Regions from separate parts of the Gossypium arboreum genome. Here region 2 is linked to region 1. A link is a contact called in public Hi-C data. All regions are on one chromosome and are shown on one strand. Each heading gives the region's core, a stretch centred on a gene start, on an enhancer-like site or on the middle of the called end of the contact. The rest is flanking DNA. Distances are from core to core; before and after follow the strand shown. Region 1 holds the start of LOC108483255. Region 2 holds the start of LOC108474282.

Evidence for each region. A called contact is a pair of places that touch in the nucleus more often than the background predicts.
Region 2: a contact with region 1 is called in a Hi-C map of leaf, with 4 times the contacts expected there. The contact joins the promoter of LOC108474282 here to the promoter of LOC108483255 in region 1. A contact is called at or near these places in 2 of 5 Hi-C or Micro-C datasets (both in leaf).

What each region holds. Positions count from the first base shown.
Region 1 is chr11:54,768,890-54,771,912 of ASM2569848v2, reverse strand. LOC108483255 reads right to left here and starts at 1,452. Exons shown (of 1, transcript XM_017786544.2): 1 at 328-1,452. The coding sequence starts at 1,390. The coding sequence ends at 923. LOC108483254 reads left to right here. Exons shown (of 14, transcript XM_017786543.2): 14 at 1-718. The coding sequence ends at 449.
Region 2 is chr11:54,937,395-54,940,417 of ASM2569848v2, reverse strand. It overlaps LOC108474282, which reads right to left and starts at 1,424. Exons shown (of 9, transcript XM_017776250.2): 1 at 583-1,424. The coding sequence starts at 1,074.

The sequences.
Region 1 (3,023 bases), core at 203-2,702:
TGAAAGTATCTCCCTCAAGGCCTGTGAAAGAAGAGACCCGTAAATATGGCACAAGCAGAGAAGTCATGAGCAACAAGTATGCTGCCATGAGAGAACAAAGTCGACAAATATCAAATCCAAAACCGGTGGAGAATAACATAACCTCTGCTAAGGTCTCATTGCTTGAGGTAGGCAATTCGCATCCTGATAACCTCAAGGGTGGGCCATCTGCTGGACTGGCCTCAACATGGCGATCAATGAAATCTGGCTTTCAAAATTTTAAAGCAAATATTGAGGCCAGAAAGTTTCTTCCTGTACGCCAGAATCAGGAAGCCACACTCATTTCCCATGTCAACTCATCCGATTCTGAGTCCCTTGATGAGATATTCCAGAGATTGAAACGACCGTCAGTAGACCACAGTGACGAGAATGAAAATGAGAACGACACAGAAACCAAGTCTACAAGATGATATCAAATTCATTCGGAAAAAAATGTGCCTGTTGCTGTCGTGGAAACTGTGATATGAAATGTACAGAGCTCATTGAATTTTTACAGTCCTGTATGAAAGATGTTTGGGGTCAGCAGCAGGAAATTTCAGACTAATACAATATGGGAAAAATAATTATTCCCTGGCTGTATGATTCCAGCTAATTGTAATTTGAATTGAACATTTAGGCATTCCATTCAGCTTCTTACACGTGATATATAATATAATCTTTTCGTGAAAAAATTTAAAAAGCATCTCTCTTTCGAAGATAAATTCTAGCATCTGAAAAACCTTAAGTTGATGCATAAGCCTTTTTTTTTTTTTTTTTAATTAAAGAACCAGCATTTATAAAATGCCAATAACAACAGGATTCAAGCTAGAATATTCTTTCCTATCGCATGAACAAGTAACATAGGAAAAGAAAAAGAAATGCACAATTTTATTGAAATTGAATCCTAGGAAACTAATTCACTCTTCCAATCGTTAATCTCATACTTGTTGAAAGCGTCCTTCTTCCCTTTGAAATGCACTAACTTGGACCAAAACCCTTTTTTCTTTTTCCCTTTTTTGGTCTCTTCATCGTCCTCATCCAAGTTTCTTGGTACAAAAGCAATCGATCTACTCTTCTTCAAACCATTAGAGGCACCAAGCTTTACCCCGGAAGACGAGGACATCCCCATGATTCCCATCACCCCGGAACTGTTCCGCATATGGGAATGACTATGTCGAGCCGGGGAGTCAGGGTTTGAAGCCAGAGAGTAATGAGCAGGACAAAAATAGAGTGAAGAAGTAACCCGTGAAGCTTCTTTGTATGAAAGAGTAAGACAAGATAATCTTTCTCTAAGACAAGAAGGGCAAACACCTTGCTTTTCCTGGTGATTTGAGTGCTTCTTACATCCATGCTCTGCTTCACAATACTCCATATGAGGTTTGTATTTTTTTTTCCCCTCCAACTGTAAATAAATTTTGGTTGGTTTGTGTATATATAGACAGGGGGGGAGAACAAATTCCACTTAGCTTCCAAGAAGGTTCCTCATATAACATTGTTCGCCTTTACATGTTAGTGTGAGTGTAGTAGATCAATGTTAAGTTCATCACCGTTGGATCATGTAGTTGAAAATCTTCACAATGGTCCATGACATTAGCTTTCTTACCCTCACATGCAATAGGACAAAATGACTTGGAAGTTGGATTTTACCATATAAAAGAATTAAATGTTAAAATTAAAAAAGTAATTGTAAAAAAAACCAACGCAACCCATTTATAGAGTTTATTGAAATCTGTTGAATTTATTTTTGAAAACCTTAAAAATGTGTATTATAAAATTATTAACATATTATTTTTGAAAATAATTTGTTTATGAGATTTGGAAGAACGCTAAGACGTGGAAAGGATAAAAGGGTCTCGAGCCACGGCGGAGAGTGGAAAGTGGCCGCACGAGGATTTTTGATTTTTGAAATTATCATTTTATGCTTTCTGTGTTGGTAATTTACATAATTAAATTATTATTTAACTAAAACCCTACGTGTATTGAGAGAAAGGACCTATACCTATGCTACCTATAATAATAATCACCTAGATTTGCTAATTTTGAAAATAATTTATTATCACAAATCATGCTTTATTGTTAGTGATAAATACATTAAATTCAGTTTAATGTATAATTTAATATATAATTTTTAATGTAAAATAATTACAATAAAAATTTTATTATAATTTTGATAATAATTTAATTTTGATTCAATTGTATAAATTTTAAAAAATAATTACATACATAAGATCATGGTCCCCACTCCAAAAATGGTATAACTTTCTTTAGACTCAAATCTATAAAATTACAAATAATAGATGATAAAATATAGTTTGATCTTCCCATAATCATAAAATTTTGATTTAATTCTTTTAATTAATGAAATTATATTTTAACTCTTATAAAATATGCAGCTTAATTTTGACTCAAAAAATTTAGGGTTTTGCTCCGACTATATTAATTTATTTTCCTATTGAATAAATATTTATTTGTATACACTAAATGATGCTATGTTGATAATGTTATTAATACTTTGTGAAACCTAAATCTAATTAAAATTTTATGTATAAATTGTATAAAATTAAATTTCATATATTATATTGCATTTAAAATAACATTGGTAATTGATAAATTTGATTTTTTTGTTTGTTTGTTAATATGAAACGAATTGAGGTTGGGGTTTCTATAATTATATTAGCATGATACTTTTTTTTGTGACATAAGAAATATATTCGTGTTTTACACGACTTGACCCATCATGTTAATCCACATTATTCAATTTCATTTTATTTTGTTAGAGTTTATTTGTAGAATTATTAATAATCAAAATAATGAGAAATTTATTATATAACTTGTTATATGATTTAAATAAATTAATTGTATTATAATATAAATAAAATAATTTATTATTACGTCAATAAAAAATTTCAGTATTAGATTTCCATTTCGAGTTAATGGTAACTAACGGGAGAGCAATTAAAATATCTAATTTCAAAAAGTTGAGTAACTAAAATAAAATCAAGTGC
Region 2 (3,023 bases), core at 175-2,674, 170 kb before region 1:
AATAAACTTAGACATAAGCATAAATAACATCGGAATTAGCCCAGTCATCACTACCAAATAAATTAAAAGGTGATTAAAATAGGAGATAATTCACTTTAAGGAAATCAAAGACAAAGGGCCCAACTGTATTTCCTTTTTATTTTTATTGCAAAACAGTGAAGAAGATATTACAAAAATAAGGAAAAAAATTATGGGGCAGAGGAAATAAAGCTGAGTAATGCATTAATTTTCCCAAATTTAGATTATTTATGAAAATTTAGATTATACTTCTTAACGAAAGTTTCCTGAACCCGATTCTTACTATTCATTTGGGAAAAAGGAAAACTATTTTGAAATTAATTTATTGGTAATTAAATGGTAATCGATAATACTCAATGAACTCCCTTTCATGTTCTTAAAAATTTTTCTTTTAAAAAACAATTTATGTCTTCTTAGGTAAACCTAAATTCTATTCTTACTATTTATTCATAATTTCCATTAGCAGCTAAAAAGCGCAGAACAAAACTGAAAAAAGCACCATGCCAACAATAGCAAATAAAAATTCAGCTTGAAATTCTAGAAATAAAAAAAAATCGTTTTTACCCGGAAATTAGCCTTGCAATCATCAATAAGAGCTCTAAGCTTTTCGACGACAACTTTCACCATCTCGGTCCGGTTCAAAATCAACGAAACCAGCAAAAACCGGGCATAAAATCTCAACTCCTTAAACCGAACTCGAAGATCCTTCACTCCACACCCTTCGAAATACCTTCTCTTCAAAATCGCTTCATAGAAAATGTAGGCTTCGACCAGAAACCTAGCCTCGCTCGTCCTCATGTACTGGCCGAAATACAGCTGGCCGATCCGACCGGCGATTTCGCCAATCTCCCACCGGTTCAAACCGGCTTTGACAAGCTCGGCTCGGTGTTCTTGCTGGTACTTCCATAACCGCATATAGGCTTTGAAGACTTTCTGGAAATAGTGTTGGCCTTGTGCTCGTCCGTACGACGGTAAGTCCCGGACTCGTGCGAATTTACGGTCCGCGCTCTCGACGAGAGCTCGGAAGGTTTTGGGAACGACGTCTTCCTCCGCCATGTACGAAACAAAAATCTAATACTGATTTCAATAAAAAAAAAACAGTCAAGAGACTCAGCGGCTCGTTAGGGGGATCTGAAGACGGTTACGGTGGACATCGGAAAATGTTTGAGAGAAGTCTAGAGAGATAAAGAGAGATACTGTGTAGACTTTGTTGAGATGAGCTGTAGTTTTTATGGGTGTCAGCGTAATTTTCCCTTTCTCTTTTCTTTTCTTTTCTTTTTTTTTTTTTCTTTTTTTTCCTATAACTGATTTTTGGATTTGTAAGGTTTTATAAATTCAGTAACTTACAGTGATAGCGATGGTAATTAACTCACTGATTTCAGTGATTTGGCGATGTGTCATCATTACTTTCCTGTGGCGACGAAGAAGGACAAGTATTTATTATTAGTATTTTGTATGAGTAAAATAGTCTAAAACAATACACCGTCCGATTATAATTGGGAGAAGAAATGAGAAATCAACGGCTCCTATTAATTATGCCATCAATATTCTTTAATATTATTAACTGGTACACCTACCATTTGTATAAAAACAATAATATTAAACTCATATTTTTAAAATAATAAAGTAATAAAAATTAAAATAATTTTATTAATTAGAATTTGATTTGTATTGAACACTTAAAATAAAATAAATAATTTATATAATTCCTCTTTGTTTTGAAAGTTTGGTGTTGTAATATTTTTTTAATTGAGTTGGATTGTTTAATTAGAATAATTGAATTAAGAAAAATTAAAATTAATTAATTTATGAATCAATATAAACCAATTAAATAGATAGATGATTGATTACATTACCTTTTATTTTTCAATATATTTAATTTTAATGATTTTATTAATTAAATAGTATAAACTAATATGGATGCATTGAAAAACATTAAATATATATAAATGAGAAATCCAATTAAATTATGTTTGACTTCCCAATGATTCGAAAATTTATATAAAAAGTGGAAATGAGTTAATAATCTCTTAATTATGATACAGTATTAAATAAATTAATAGTTCTTTTTTTCTTTTTTTTGTTAAATCCGCATCATGGGAATTGTTCTTTCGTTGGTTTTCTTACCAGTTTGGTTATAAGATACAGCGTACGATTACATTAAAAATATGATTCCAACATTATACGAAAATATTTATGTACATATACATGAATATACGAATTTTGAGCACATGAATGCCTGTCTGGCAATTCTAGATGGAAACAAGGACAGCATATTTTGGCAGAAAATAACAGTTAATTTCTTTTACATATTAAAATTCTGAGCATATAGGACTCTCTTTATACATGTGCAATTTTATATCAAAATTTAAACCCACAAGTTTCAAACTAGAATTCTTAACTCCAAACATCAATTAAATAAGCCCTGTTTTCATGTGAGTGAAAAATATAAAGTTTGACAAAGGATATGTTTTGGATTTTCTGTTTTCGAGGTCTCTAATCTTCGGTTAATGGTAAATATTCCATTTTTTTTTTATACTTATAAATTAAATTATATATATCTGAATTCATGTAGCAACAATGGATCAATTGGTTGGCGTAAGCCATAGTGGTAACTTATAAAGCTGTTATTAACAACTTAGGAAGCACATTAGAAAACTTGATCAAATTTATTTGAGATGTTCATAAATTACATCAGATCTCAATTTATAATTTTTTTAATATTTAATTATTTTAAAATAAAAAAATATTTTATGTTAATATTTATATATTTGTAAATAAATTTGGTTTTGATGGGTGATGATTGATATTAAAATTCTAATTAGGAGTGTAAATAAAATATTAGTACTCACAAGTTACTCGAGTTTAATTCGAAAAATATTGAACTCGGTTTGGTCATTATTGAGCCAAGCTTGAGCTCAAATAGCTTAAGTTATCGATCGAGCCAAATTCGAACTTAGTAATACTTGACTCAAAAAACTCAAGTCTTATCAAGCTTTTCATAT